4 separate regions of the Sus scrofa genome follow, and regions 1, 2 and 3 are each linked to region 4. Evidence: chromatin contacts called from public HiChIP or PLAC-seq data. All regions are on one chromosome and are shown on one strand. Each heading gives the region's core, a stretch centred on a gene start, on an enhancer-like site or on the middle of the called end of the contact. The rest is flanking DNA. Distances are from core to core; before and after follow the strand shown. Region 1 overlaps C7H14orf159 (UPF0317 protein C14orf159 homolog, mitochondrial). Region 2 overlaps C7H14orf159 (UPF0317 protein C14orf159 homolog, mitochondrial). Region 3 overlaps C7H14orf159 (UPF0317 protein C14orf159 homolog, mitochondrial). Region 4 overlaps RPS6KA5 (ribosomal protein S6 kinase alpha-5).

What was found. HiChIP or PLAC-seq counts read pairs in DNA pulled down with a chosen protein or histone mark.
Region 1: an H3K27ac HiChIP or PLAC-seq map of alveolar macrophages shows a contact between it and region 4. The contact joins two enhancer-like sites. A contact is called at or near these places in 2 of 47 Hi-C or Micro-C datasets (heart right ventricle and skeletal muscle) and 2 of 2 datasets of contacts at active chromatin or transcription factors (alveolar macrophages and skeletal muscle).
Region 2: a contact with region 4 is called in an H3K27ac HiChIP or PLAC-seq map of alveolar macrophages. The contact joins two enhancer-like sites. A contact is called at or near these places in 1 of 5 promoter capture datasets (liver), 1 of 47 Hi-C or Micro-C datasets (skeletal muscle) and 2 of 2 datasets of contacts at active chromatin or transcription factors (alveolar macrophages and skeletal muscle).
Region 3: an H3K27ac HiChIP or PLAC-seq map of alveolar macrophages shows a contact between it and region 4. The contact joins two enhancer-like sites. A contact is called at or near these places in 1 of 5 promoter capture datasets (liver), 14 of 47 Hi-C or Micro-C datasets (alveolar macrophages, embryonic fibroblasts, epiblast stem cells and 9 more) and 2 of 2 datasets of contacts at active chromatin or transcription factors (alveolar macrophages and skeletal muscle).

What each region holds. Positions count from the first base shown.
Region 1 is chr7:112,809,076-112,811,775 of Sscrofa11.1, reverse strand. All of the region lies in intron 2 of C7H14orf159 (UPF0317 protein C14orf159 homolog, mitochondrial), which reads right to left. Among named protein-coding and RNA genes, the nearest start is that of C7H14orf159, 57 kb to the right of the region's middle. Within about 2 kb of position 1,260, at least 16 of the 83 cell types and tissues checked have an H3K27ac peak or open chromatin away from gene starts, as enhancers often do. A contact at or near this core is called in alveolar macrophages, where this site is marked.
Region 2 is chr7:112,759,340-112,762,039 of Sscrofa11.1, reverse strand. The region is part of intron 2 of C7H14orf159 (UPF0317 protein C14orf159 homolog, mitochondrial); the gene reads right to left. Among named protein-coding and RNA genes, the nearest start is that of C7H14orf159, 7.0 kb to the right of the region's middle. Within about 2 kb of position 1,274, at least 10 of the 83 cell types and tissues checked have an H3K27ac peak or open chromatin away from gene starts, as enhancers often do. A contact at or near this core is called in alveolar macrophages, where this site is marked.
Region 3 is chr7:112,853,318-112,856,017 of Sscrofa11.1, reverse strand. The region is part of intron 16 of C7H14orf159 (UPF0317 protein C14orf159 homolog, mitochondrial); the gene reads right to left. Among named protein-coding and RNA genes, the nearest start is that of GPR68, 50 kb to the left of the region's middle. Within about 2 kb of position 1,352, at least 1 of the 83 cell types and tissues checked has an H3K27ac peak or open chromatin away from gene starts, as enhancers often do. A contact at or near this core is called in alveolar macrophages, where this site is marked.
Region 4 is chr7:112,603,498-112,606,197 of Sscrofa11.1, reverse strand. All of the region lies in intron 7 of RPS6KA5 (ribosomal protein S6 kinase alpha-5), which reads left to right. Among named protein-coding and RNA genes, the nearest start is that of TTC7B, 86 kb to the right of the region's middle. Within about 2 kb of position 1,402, at least 5 of the 83 cell types and tissues checked have an H3K27ac peak or open chromatin away from gene starts, as enhancers often do. A contact at or near this core is called in alveolar macrophages, where this site is marked.

The DNA.
Region 1 (2,700 bases), core at 11-2,510, 210 kb before region 4:
AAGACAAATACCATATGATATCACTTATAACTGGAATCTAATATCCAGCACAAATGAACATCTCCTCAGAAAAGAAAATCATGGACTTGGAAAAGAGACTTGTGGCTGCCTGATGGGAGGGGGAGGGAGTGGGAGGGATCGGGAGCTTGGGCTTATCAGACACAACTTAGAATAGATTTACAAGGAGATCCTGCTGAATAGCATTGAGAACTTTGTCTAGATACTCATGTTGCAACAGAAGAAAGGTTGGGGGAAAAAATGTAATTGTAATGTATACATGTAAGGATAACCTGACCCCCTTGCTGTACAGTGGGAAAATAAAAAAATTATAAAAAAAAAAGTGTCCTAAGTAGCATCGAATTTTGTATGAGGAGTGGGGTTTGTGAGCCTCCAATATACAAAGTTGGTTGTGTGGTGGTGGGGAGCAGGACAGTGTGGAGCCCCCCCATCCCTGACCAGGAAGTAAGCAATATCTGTTCAGAAGAGCAAAGTCGCTAAAAACTCTCCCGTTGAATTTGGTGAATCAAACCACATGCCCAGTGAGGTAACTTTAGAGGCTTTTTTTTAAGAAAAAAAAAAAAAAAACAAAAAACCTGATTACTGGGATGTGTTGACCATTTCTTCAGCCTTTAGTGATATTCCATAATAAAAGACAACCTCGAGTTTCAGCTGGCCTTTCTAAAAGCAGGGAAAGGGGAAAACAAAGTCTCTTTCTGCCTGTGGCCAGTAATTCAACTTAATTCAACGGAGCTGAGAGCCAGAAAATCATCTTTAAGGATTGCAACAGACAAATCCCTGCTCCAGGCTAAAGCTGGTGCAAGCACAGGCTGGGAGAGGGAAAAACACAGAGGGAGACAGGAGAGGGACCTTGCAGAGGGTGGCTCCCTCTCTAGCAGCTCCTGCTGGATACCCCCTACCTGACTGAAGTGGCTGTTACCCCCACTGTAGGTGGCTGTCCACTGGGAAAGCACCTGAAGGCAAGCGGCCAGATTAGTCCTGCCTCCCCTGACCTCCAACCCAGTGTGTCCAGGCCAGAGGCCAAAGGGACAAAGTCTAAATGAAGGCTAGGCGAGGCCAGAGCCCCGAGACGGTGGTTAGGAGCTAGACATGGGGAGGACAGGGTCCAGATTCCAGAGCATGACTTGTCTGGGTTCTGGGTCTGGTAGGCAGCTCATGGAGTTATCAGAAAGCTATCTTCCCAGCAATTGTCTGAGGGTTTAAGAGGGTCAGAGGCCAGACACATCCCAGTCCAGCAAACCACAGCCTGAGATTGCTTAAGCGCCGGGGCCAGACCCAGACATCAGCCCTCATGTCCTCAAATAGGGGGCCTGCTAGAGTTTACAGTTTCTGGAAGGCACGGTCTCTCTGAGGCCGCCCATGGAGGGCCATGGACAAGGGAGCGTCTTCTAGAAACAGAACCCCAGGCACCCCTGGCTGATTGAGGAGCTCACATCTTTCCGGAGATAACGAAGTGGCTCCTTGCCCATCCCCCTCCGTGGGATGTCGGATGAGTGATGTTTCCCCTTCTCCCCTTTACTAAACGCCGGTGGTTTTTATTCCAAGTATCTTACTTTCTCTCCATTATTAAATGCTGGGGGCGTTTAAATTGATCATTAAGCTGTCAGTTGACAGATTATTAAGAGCAACATCCAGACCTGATCAAGAAGAAAGCACACCTGCCAGCTTTGGTTTTACACAGGCAGCCTGTGCCATGTTGCAGGGGCGGGGGTGGGGTGGGGGGGTTGCATTTTGGAAATTGTTTATATGGGAAGAGGGCATGGCGGATGGTAGGAAGTCTAGGGGCAGAATGTCATGGTTATCTATCCCTTTCTTTCTGCCCTGTCATGGGTTGAATTATACACACACCCCCACCTCCCCAAAGATATGCCCAAGTCCTAACTTCCAGCCTCTGTGAATGGGATCTGATTTGGAAACGGGGTCTTTACAGATGTAATTAAGCAAAAGATCTGGAGATGAGATCATTGTGGATTAATCGAGTGGGCCTTGACTCCAGGGACAGGTGCCCTTGTACGAGGAGAAGACAGAGACCGGACACTTGTACTAGGGGCGGTCATGTGAAGACGGAGGCAGGGGTTGGTGCAATGCAGCTAGAAAGTAAGGGACACTGGGGACTGCCTGGGGCCAAAGGAGCTGGAGGAGGCGAGGAGGAATCATGCCCTAGCGTCTTCCGAGGGCGTGTGGCCCTGCTGACACCTTGATTTAGAATGTCTGCTCCTCAGAACGGTGAGATAAATTTCTGCTGTTTTTTGCCACCAGCTGTGTGATTTGTTGCAGCAGCCTTAAGAGATTAATACCTGCCCAGACATTGTTAAGACTGCCCCTCCCTTGGCAAGGCAGTCAATCACTATCTCAGACCTAGGTGACTGCTCCAAACACGCCCTCCCCATGATCACAGCGTTTGGCTTGAGGATGGTCACTGCAGCGGACTGAATGCTTCTGTGTCCCCCAAAGCCGCATACTGAAATGCTAACCCCCAGTGTGATGGTATCAGGTGGTGGGGCCTCTGGGGATGATTAGGCCAGAAGAGTGAGGACTTCACAAGTGGGATTAGCACCGTTATAAGACCCTACAGAACTCTTTTTCTGCTTCCATTATGTGAGGACAGATGGAGAAGACAGCATCTAGGAACCGGAAGTGGGCTTTCGCCAGACACCAAAGCTACCAGGGCCTTGACCTTGG
Region 2 (2,700 bases), core at 25-2,524, 160 kb before region 4:
AATAATTTTAAACATTTCTTTGGTTCTTTTCATAGTGTGTCATTGTGTTTTTATTTATGTTCATTCTATTTTGGATTGATTCTAAAGTGGCTTTCCATTCTTTCCCTTTCTGGAGCTCTGCCTCTTTTGTTGCTGTGTCATTCCTTATTTATACCCCTGAACCTCCTCTTTGAGATTTCTAAAACAAATTTATAATTTGGCAATAACTCCAATAAGATGGGGAACTTTGTAGTAAGGAATAGCATATGAAGAGAGGAAGAAGTGCACGGAGGCACTTGATAGCTTTACTTCGATGTATTTTCAAATCTGTTAATTTCCTCTCCAGGAAAGAATGTCTCTTAGAGTCTCAGGTTCAGGTGCTTAAGAGGTTCCTGAGACCCTCAGCAGGGGCCTCTCAGTCTAGGCTCTCTGAGCAATAATCCAGCAATTTCCCTCTCCATCCCCTCCATCCTCTCATCTCCAGGAGATTCCTTTGGCTTGGAGGTCAGTTCACATATAACAGAAATAAACAAATAAACAAACAAACATCAAATAAACATAAGCCTGACTTCTCTTAATGTCAACCTTCTCTGCTATTATCCTGTTTGTTTGTTTGTTTGTTTCCAGTAAGAACATTCCCTGTTTCTCCTCTGGGATCCTTGGATCTTGTTAGTCAAATGCAACTTTCAGTCATTTGGGTACCACTTCAGCAATTTTTGCCTCATCTGCATATCACCTCTATTATAACCAATACTCTTCTTTGAATCAGTTCCTAATGTTTACTTATTTAAAATGAGGGCATATCACCCCCATAAATGAAAAGCCAATATTACTTGCCGTAAATAGGAGGTAAATATTAAAATAAATGCCATGACAACACAACAGATAGTAAGTTCCAGGTAGATACAGTGATCTGAGGTCTATATTTTCCTGGTTAGAAAGAGAGATTAGTACAAATTAGAAAGAAGTTAAAGACCATTGGCACCAAACCAAGACTTTCTTCTTGATGTAATCACAAATGAGTGCAAACTCTAAATGAATCACTTCTTCCTTACGCTATTTAATATAATTAAATGACTGTTCACATTCCACCTAAACGTATCTCCTCTTGCCCCAGTAACACAAGGTCCCCATCGCCTTTGGGAAACCCCACGCCAACCCAAGGATCGAATGACTTGGTCCTTCAGGACAATGACAGCAACATCTAAGAAAATAAGTTTCTGGCTCAAGGCTGGAGGCAGTGTACGTTGGCTCTCAGCACTTCACCAATTTCAGTACAGATTTTACAGTATTTGGCAGAAATATTTCACGGTTTGTGGTTTGAGGTTTCGAGAGTTTCCTTGTTTCATCAAAAGTGGGGCCTTTTCTGTGTTTTTTGCTTTGTTTTGTTTTTCGTGGCTTCCGGAAGATTTGGGGGAGTGTGTGTGTGAGAAGAAAAGGAGTAAAAATGTCTTTACGATCTTTAACTGTATATATTTGTGATGTGCAGGCCTCTGCAGTCTCTCCCAGCGATGTGCTGGTTGGCACAGGTCTGCCCGGCCAGACCTAAGACCAGATCCTTTGATTCAGTCTAATGTTCCTTCTCTGCTACATTTCTCAGCTTTGGAGGTTCTGGTTGGGACACCAGAATGCAGAGGGAGAAAACTGTCTAAATGCTACTGTCCCCCCCCCCCAATTTTCTTCCTGGTTGTGAACTCAGGTGTGTGTGCAGCTTCCCAGCATCCTTTTCGAGAAGAGTGACCATCTGGTGGGGGTGGCTGCCCTCTGCGAGCATGAATTTCACACTCCCTAATTCTGCTGGTCTCCGTCCCTTTACTGGATCTCTGTCGGGTATGAAGGTTACTACAGGGTCAAGAACAGAATCAAGATGCTGATAATGTCAGTTTTGTCTTCTGGAAAGGTTTTCTTATCTGCGTATACATCTGAGTGTTTTTCTTTTTTTTTTTTTTTTTTTTTTTGTCTTTTTGTTATTTCTTGGGCCGCTCCTGCGGCATATGGAGGTTCCCAGGCTAGGGGTCGAATTGGAGCTGCCGCTGCCGGCCTACATCATAGCCACAGCCACGCCAGATCCGAGCCACGTGTGTAACCTACACCACAGCTCACAGCAACGCTGGATCTTTAACCCACTGGGCAAGGGCAGGGACTGAACCCGCAACCTCAAGGTTCCTAGTCGGATTCGTTCACCACTGCGCCACGACGGGAACTCCCATCTGAGTGTTTTGACAGAGCCAAATAAAGAGGATTATGAGGTGGGAAGCTTCAGGAGTTTCCTAATTTTTTTTGGGGGGGGGTCTTTTTAGGGCCACACCTGCAGCACATGGAAGTTCCCAGGCTAGGGGTCGAATCGGAGCTGCCGCTGCCGGCCTACATCATAGCCACAGCCACGCCAGATCCGAGCTGTGTCTGCGACCTACTCCACAGCTCACGGCAATGCCAGATCCTTAACCCACGGAGCGAGGCCAGGATCAAATCTGCATCCTCATGGATACAAGTCAGGTTGGTTACTGTTGAGCCGTGATGCGAACGGCCCTCCTAATTCTCTTAAATCTAAAGATGGGGAGTGTCTGGCTCCTGTTGCATGACCAATGGGATCCTTAAGCCCTAAGGGCTCACACCTGGTGAGGTCCTCTGATCCTTTGCTTCTGCCCCACTCCACACCCCCATGTTAAGGATAAGATGACCACGTGCCTGGTGCCACAGACACAGGCCCACGAGATAACG
Region 3 (2,700 bases), core at 103-2,602, 250 kb before region 4:
CACAACCAGGTAAACATACTTTTTTTTAAAAAAAAACCACTGAACTGCACACTAAAAAATGGTTAAAATAGGAATTCCCATTGTGGCTTGGCAGGTTAAGAACCTAGCATAGTGTCTGTGAGGATACAGTTTTGACTCCTGGCCTCAGTCAGTCAGTTAAGGAGCCAGCATTACCACAAGCTACGGTGCAGGTTGCAGATAAGAGTCAGATCTGGTGTTGCCCTGGCTGAGGCTCTGATTCAACCCCTAGACCAGGAACTTCCATATGCCGCAGGTGTGGTCATGAAAAGAAAACAATGGTTAAAATAGTAAGATTTATGTTATGCATATTTTATCACAGTAATAAAAAAAAAACTTAACTCTGAATGCTCTGCCTACACATATTTTATTTATTTATTTATTTATTGTCTTTTTGCTATTTGTTTGGGCCGCTCCCACAGCATATGGAGGTTCCCAGGCTAGGGGTCTAATTGGAGCTGTAGCCACCGGCCTACGCCAGAGCCACAGCAACGCAGGATCCGAGCCGCGTCTGCAACCTACACCACAGCTCATGGCAACGCCGGATCGTTAACCCACTAAGCAAGGGCAGGGACCGAACCCGCAACCTCACAGTTCCTAGTCGGATTCGTTAACCACTGCGCCACGACGGGAACTCCACACATATTTTAGAAAGCAAGATCTCCATGTCTGTCCCTGTCCTTTGGTTGGGCGAGAAGGTGGCACCACCACGGATGCTTGGATGGCAGGCCCCTGAGTAGGTGTTAGAATGGGTTCCCGAGGCCAATCCCAGTCAAGGGAAAAGCAGCTGCTTTTTCTGAGAAGCAGAATCAGGAAGCGGAAGGAACTTTGACCCTGAATTCCCTCTAGACCGACCTCAGGGGCGATGGAAAGGCAGTTTAGAGCAAGAGCTCCAGCTGAGATGGATACATCCTCTCTTCTGGAAAGAGAACCCCATTTCTGGACCTTTCCCGCAGGGGTGGGGGGTGCTGGTTACATACCTTGGGGAGATAGGTTGACTTTGAGGCCGTGCGAGTCCGCCTGGCTGCAGTGGGAAGGAATCCCGGCCTGGGAGGTGCGCCCTGGAGAGTTACTGCAGCTTCCCAAAGACAGCGGAACCCTCTCTCCCCGCGGTCGGGTCTGTCGCACCTCCCTCCACTCAGCCAACAGAGTCACACCTGTGTTACATGGCACCTGAGGTCCCACCCAAGAGGATTTTCTAGTTTCCCCCTGAGTTGCCAGAGCTTTGTTTGAATGCCAACTGTTTGGAGAATATAAACACTTCTATTAGGCACCACACATGTTCTTGTAGCTTTAAATAGCATATTGGATCCACAATCGAACTTTCCTCAGTGACTCAGAGTCATTCTAAACACTGGGTTCTGCTGGGAGCTGCAATAGAGCTGTGCCCTCTGGGCCTATTAACGCAGGGTTTTAAAACTTGAAGTGGGAGTTCCCGTTGTGGCTCAGTGGAAACGAATCTGACTAGTTACCATAAGGTTGTGGGTTCGATCCCTGGCCTTGCTCAGTGGGTTAAGGATCCGGCGTTGCCGTGAGCTGTGGTGTAGGTCGAAGACCCAGCTCAGATCCTGCGTTGCTGTGGCTCTGGTGTAGGCCAGCAGCTGTAGCTCTGATTCGACCCCTAGCCTGGGAATCTCCATATGCTGTGCATGCGGCCCTAAAAAGAAAAAAAAAAAAATTGAAGTGGACACTTAGTGGGTTGTGAAACAAACTTATTAGGCCAGGTCAGCATTTTCTGAAAAATAGAATAGAATAGAATGATCCAAGTACATGGCACATAGCAAGAGTAAATATTGTTTTTTGAAATTTCTGTTTCAGCTACATGTATGCATGTTCTAGTTCACAATGCACAATGTATTACTGAGAATTGTTGTCAAAAAAGTTTGCAAAACACTGTATTAAGAGTCATAAGATCTGGAGTTCCTGTTGTGGCGCAGCAGAAATGAATCTGACTAGGAACTATGAGGTTGCAGGTTCAATCCCTGGCCTTGCTCAGTGGCTTAAGGATCTGGCATTGCTGTGAGCTGTGGTGTAGGTCACAGACGCAGCTCAGATCTAGTGTTGCTGTGGCTCTGGTATAGGCCGGCAGCTGTAGCTCCGATTAAATTTCCCAGCCTGGGAAGCTCCATATGCCACAGATGCGGCCCTAAAAAGCAAAAAAAAAAAAAAAAAAAAAAATTATAAGATCTGGAAAACATCCCTACATACAATAAAGATGTATTTTTCAGAATGTCTGACCACGACACACAGGAAAAAATACACACACACACACACACACACACACACACACAGGTACTTACCATTACTATACAAGAAATACAATTTTTTCTTTTTTTTTTTGCTTTTAAGGGCTGCACTGGTGGCATATGGAAGTTCCCAGTCCAGGGGTCAAATCCAGCTGTAGCCGCCAGCCTACACCACAGCCACAGCAATGCTGAATCCAAGCCACATCTTTGACCTACACCACAGCTCATGGCAAAGCCAGATTCTTTAACCCACCTCATGGGTTTTATCCTCATGGATACTAGGCAGGCTCATTACCGCTTAACCACAGTGGGAACTCCTACAATGACACTTCTCTATTTCCTTTTCCAAAGGCACTGGTCACACACGTCCCCTTCCCACCCTTGAAATGATTTCATTTCTCACTAATGGTCATGACCCAATTTGAGAAACTGCTAG
Region 4 (2,700 bases), core at 153-2,652:
TGTTACTGAAAATTACAAACAGTGTCATAGCTGAGTTGTCCTACTTTACTTTTTCCTTTCAAGATAATCATTCTGATTGTCTTTTCTGATGTAAGATCTTCCATAGTCTCTTCTTTATAAAATATGCACCATTCAGATAAGTGTATCATTATCTTGTCCCCAAATGTCTTAATTACCCAGCACTCTTTCTGATAATTGAATTCTTGCGTTCCTTAATTATTGTGATCTTCCCCGAACTCTGTATACTTTCTATAGTTTTTCTTTGAGATGCTTCAAAATAATAGATTATCCACGTCATCTGATTGCCTGTTGCCCACAGGTAGCCTAAAACTGGGACATATGTGTTTTTCTGGTTATCAAAATTCAAAATATAGGAGTTCCCGTCGTGGCGCAGTGGTTAACGAATCCGACTAGGAACCATGAGGTTGCGGGTTCGGTCCCTGCCCTTGCTCAGTGGGTTAACGATCCGGCGTTGCCGTGAGCTGTGGTGTAGGTTGCAGATGCGGCTCGGATCCCGAGTTGCTGTGGCTCTGGCGTAGGCCAGTGGCTACAGCTCCGATTAGACCCCTAGCCTGGGAACCTCCATATGCCGCGGGAGCGGCCCAAGAAATAGCAACAACAACAACAACAACAACAAAAAAAAAATTTCAAAATATAGAGTTCTCATTGTGGCTCAGCAGGTTATGAACCCAGCTAGTATCCATGAGGATGCAGGTTCGATCCCTGGCCTCACTCACTGGGTTAAGAATCTGGCATTGCCGTGAGCTGTGGTGTAGGTCACAGATATGGCTCGGATCTGATGTTGCTGTGGCTGTGGTGTAGGCTGGCAGTTGAAGCTCCAGTTTGATCCCTAGCCTGGGAACTTCCCTATGCCGCGGGTGTGGCCCTAAAAAAAAAAAAAATTAAAATGTAATAAGAATGTAGAATGGGATGACGGCTTTCTCCTGGGTGACCATCATCCTTGTCTCTGACGGTCACCTCCTTTCTGTCCAAGTACCATCAGTGAACAGAGAGCATTGTGTGTAAGGTATTTTCAAGGAAGTACTCCCATTTTTTAACTTTAGCTAGACAGAATGTCCCCCCCAAAAAAAAACAAACCTGAAATCAGCCCCCTCTGCACATCAATCCTGGTCCCGTCCTCTAAAGACCAGAGGAATTCTTTTGTTTCTCCCAGACGTCGCTTTAGGTGTTTGAAGGTAGTTTGATCTAGAGTGAACCTTTTGGGTTCTCTTAACTGTTCGTTTGAAATCACTTCCACATTCCTCGTGCCTTGGTGCCATTGTGAGCAGGCATTACATTGTCAGCATTATGGGCTTGAATGACTGCTCTTTGGCTTTCCTGCAAGTCTGTTTCTTATTTTTATTTCATGGACGTAGCCTGTGTACTTCCTACTTGGGCCCCTCCTACTAGCTCCTACTCCCTCTGCGTCGAGCTTCCTCTTTCAGGGAGTATGTTTCTGCCACGCAGGAAGGTGTCCCCTCAGGTCTTCTGCCTCCCCTCCAGAAGGAGCCTTGTCCGTGCCCGGGGCTGCATAAACCAGGGTAGCTGGGTGTTCCCTCCCATCAGGACGCAGAGGTTTTGTTTGCAGCTCTTTCATCATCTCCGCCAGGGTTGTTTCTGTCTCACTTTCTCTGCCTTAGAGATTTGCAAAGTATCTGCCAAACGATATTTATTTGGTTCTTCATTATCTGTCAATAAAATATGCTTTGGAGTTCCTGTTGTGGCTCAGCGGGTTAAGAATGAGACTAGTATCCATGAGGATGTGGGTTCCATCCCTGGCCTTGCTCAGCAGGTTAGGGATATGGCATTGCTGCAAGCTGCAGATTCTATGTTGCTGTGGCTATGGTGCAGCCTGGCCACTGCAGCTCAGATTCAACCCCTATCCTGGGAACTTCCAAATGCTGCAGGTGTGGCCCCCCCAAAAAAAAGAAAAAAAGAAAGAAATAAAATATTGGAGTTCCCACTATGGTGCACTGGGGTCCAGAGCATCTCTGTGGAACCAGGACACAGGTTCAATCACCAGCCCAGCACAGTAGGTATTAAAGGATCTGGGTGTTGCCACAGCTAGTGGCATAGGTTGCAACTGTGGGTTAGATGTGATCCCTGGCCTGGGGCAGCCAAAAAAGAGAAAATATATATATATAAATATATACAGACATATATATATTCTTTAGTAATGCAACTCATTGTACTGTTATAAGTATAATGTTGTAAATTCAGGTTTAAGTGTTATCAAAATAATGGGTTAAATAGAGCTCTAGTTGTGTACTTTAAGTTGGGGTCTGCAAACTAGGGCCCACAGGCCAGATCCATTCTGCTGCCTAGGAGCTAAGAATGGTTTTTACATTCTCTCTTTTTTTTTTTTTTTTTTGGTCTTTTTAACAACTGCACCAGGGCACAGCCCAGGCTAGGGGTCAAATTGGAGCTGCAGCTTCCAGCCATGGCCTCAGCCACAGCAATGCGGGATCCAAGCCATGTCAGTGACCTACATCACAGCTCGTGGCAACACCGGATCCTTAACCCACTGAGCGAGGCGAGGGATCGAACCCTCATCCTCATGGGTGCTTAACCCACTGAGCCACACCAGGAACTCCTTTACATTCTTAAGTGGTTGAAAAAAGTCAAAAGACAGACAAAATTTGGTGACGTGAAAATTATATGAAATTTGAGCTTGGGTGTCCATCAGTGGTTGTCTTAGAA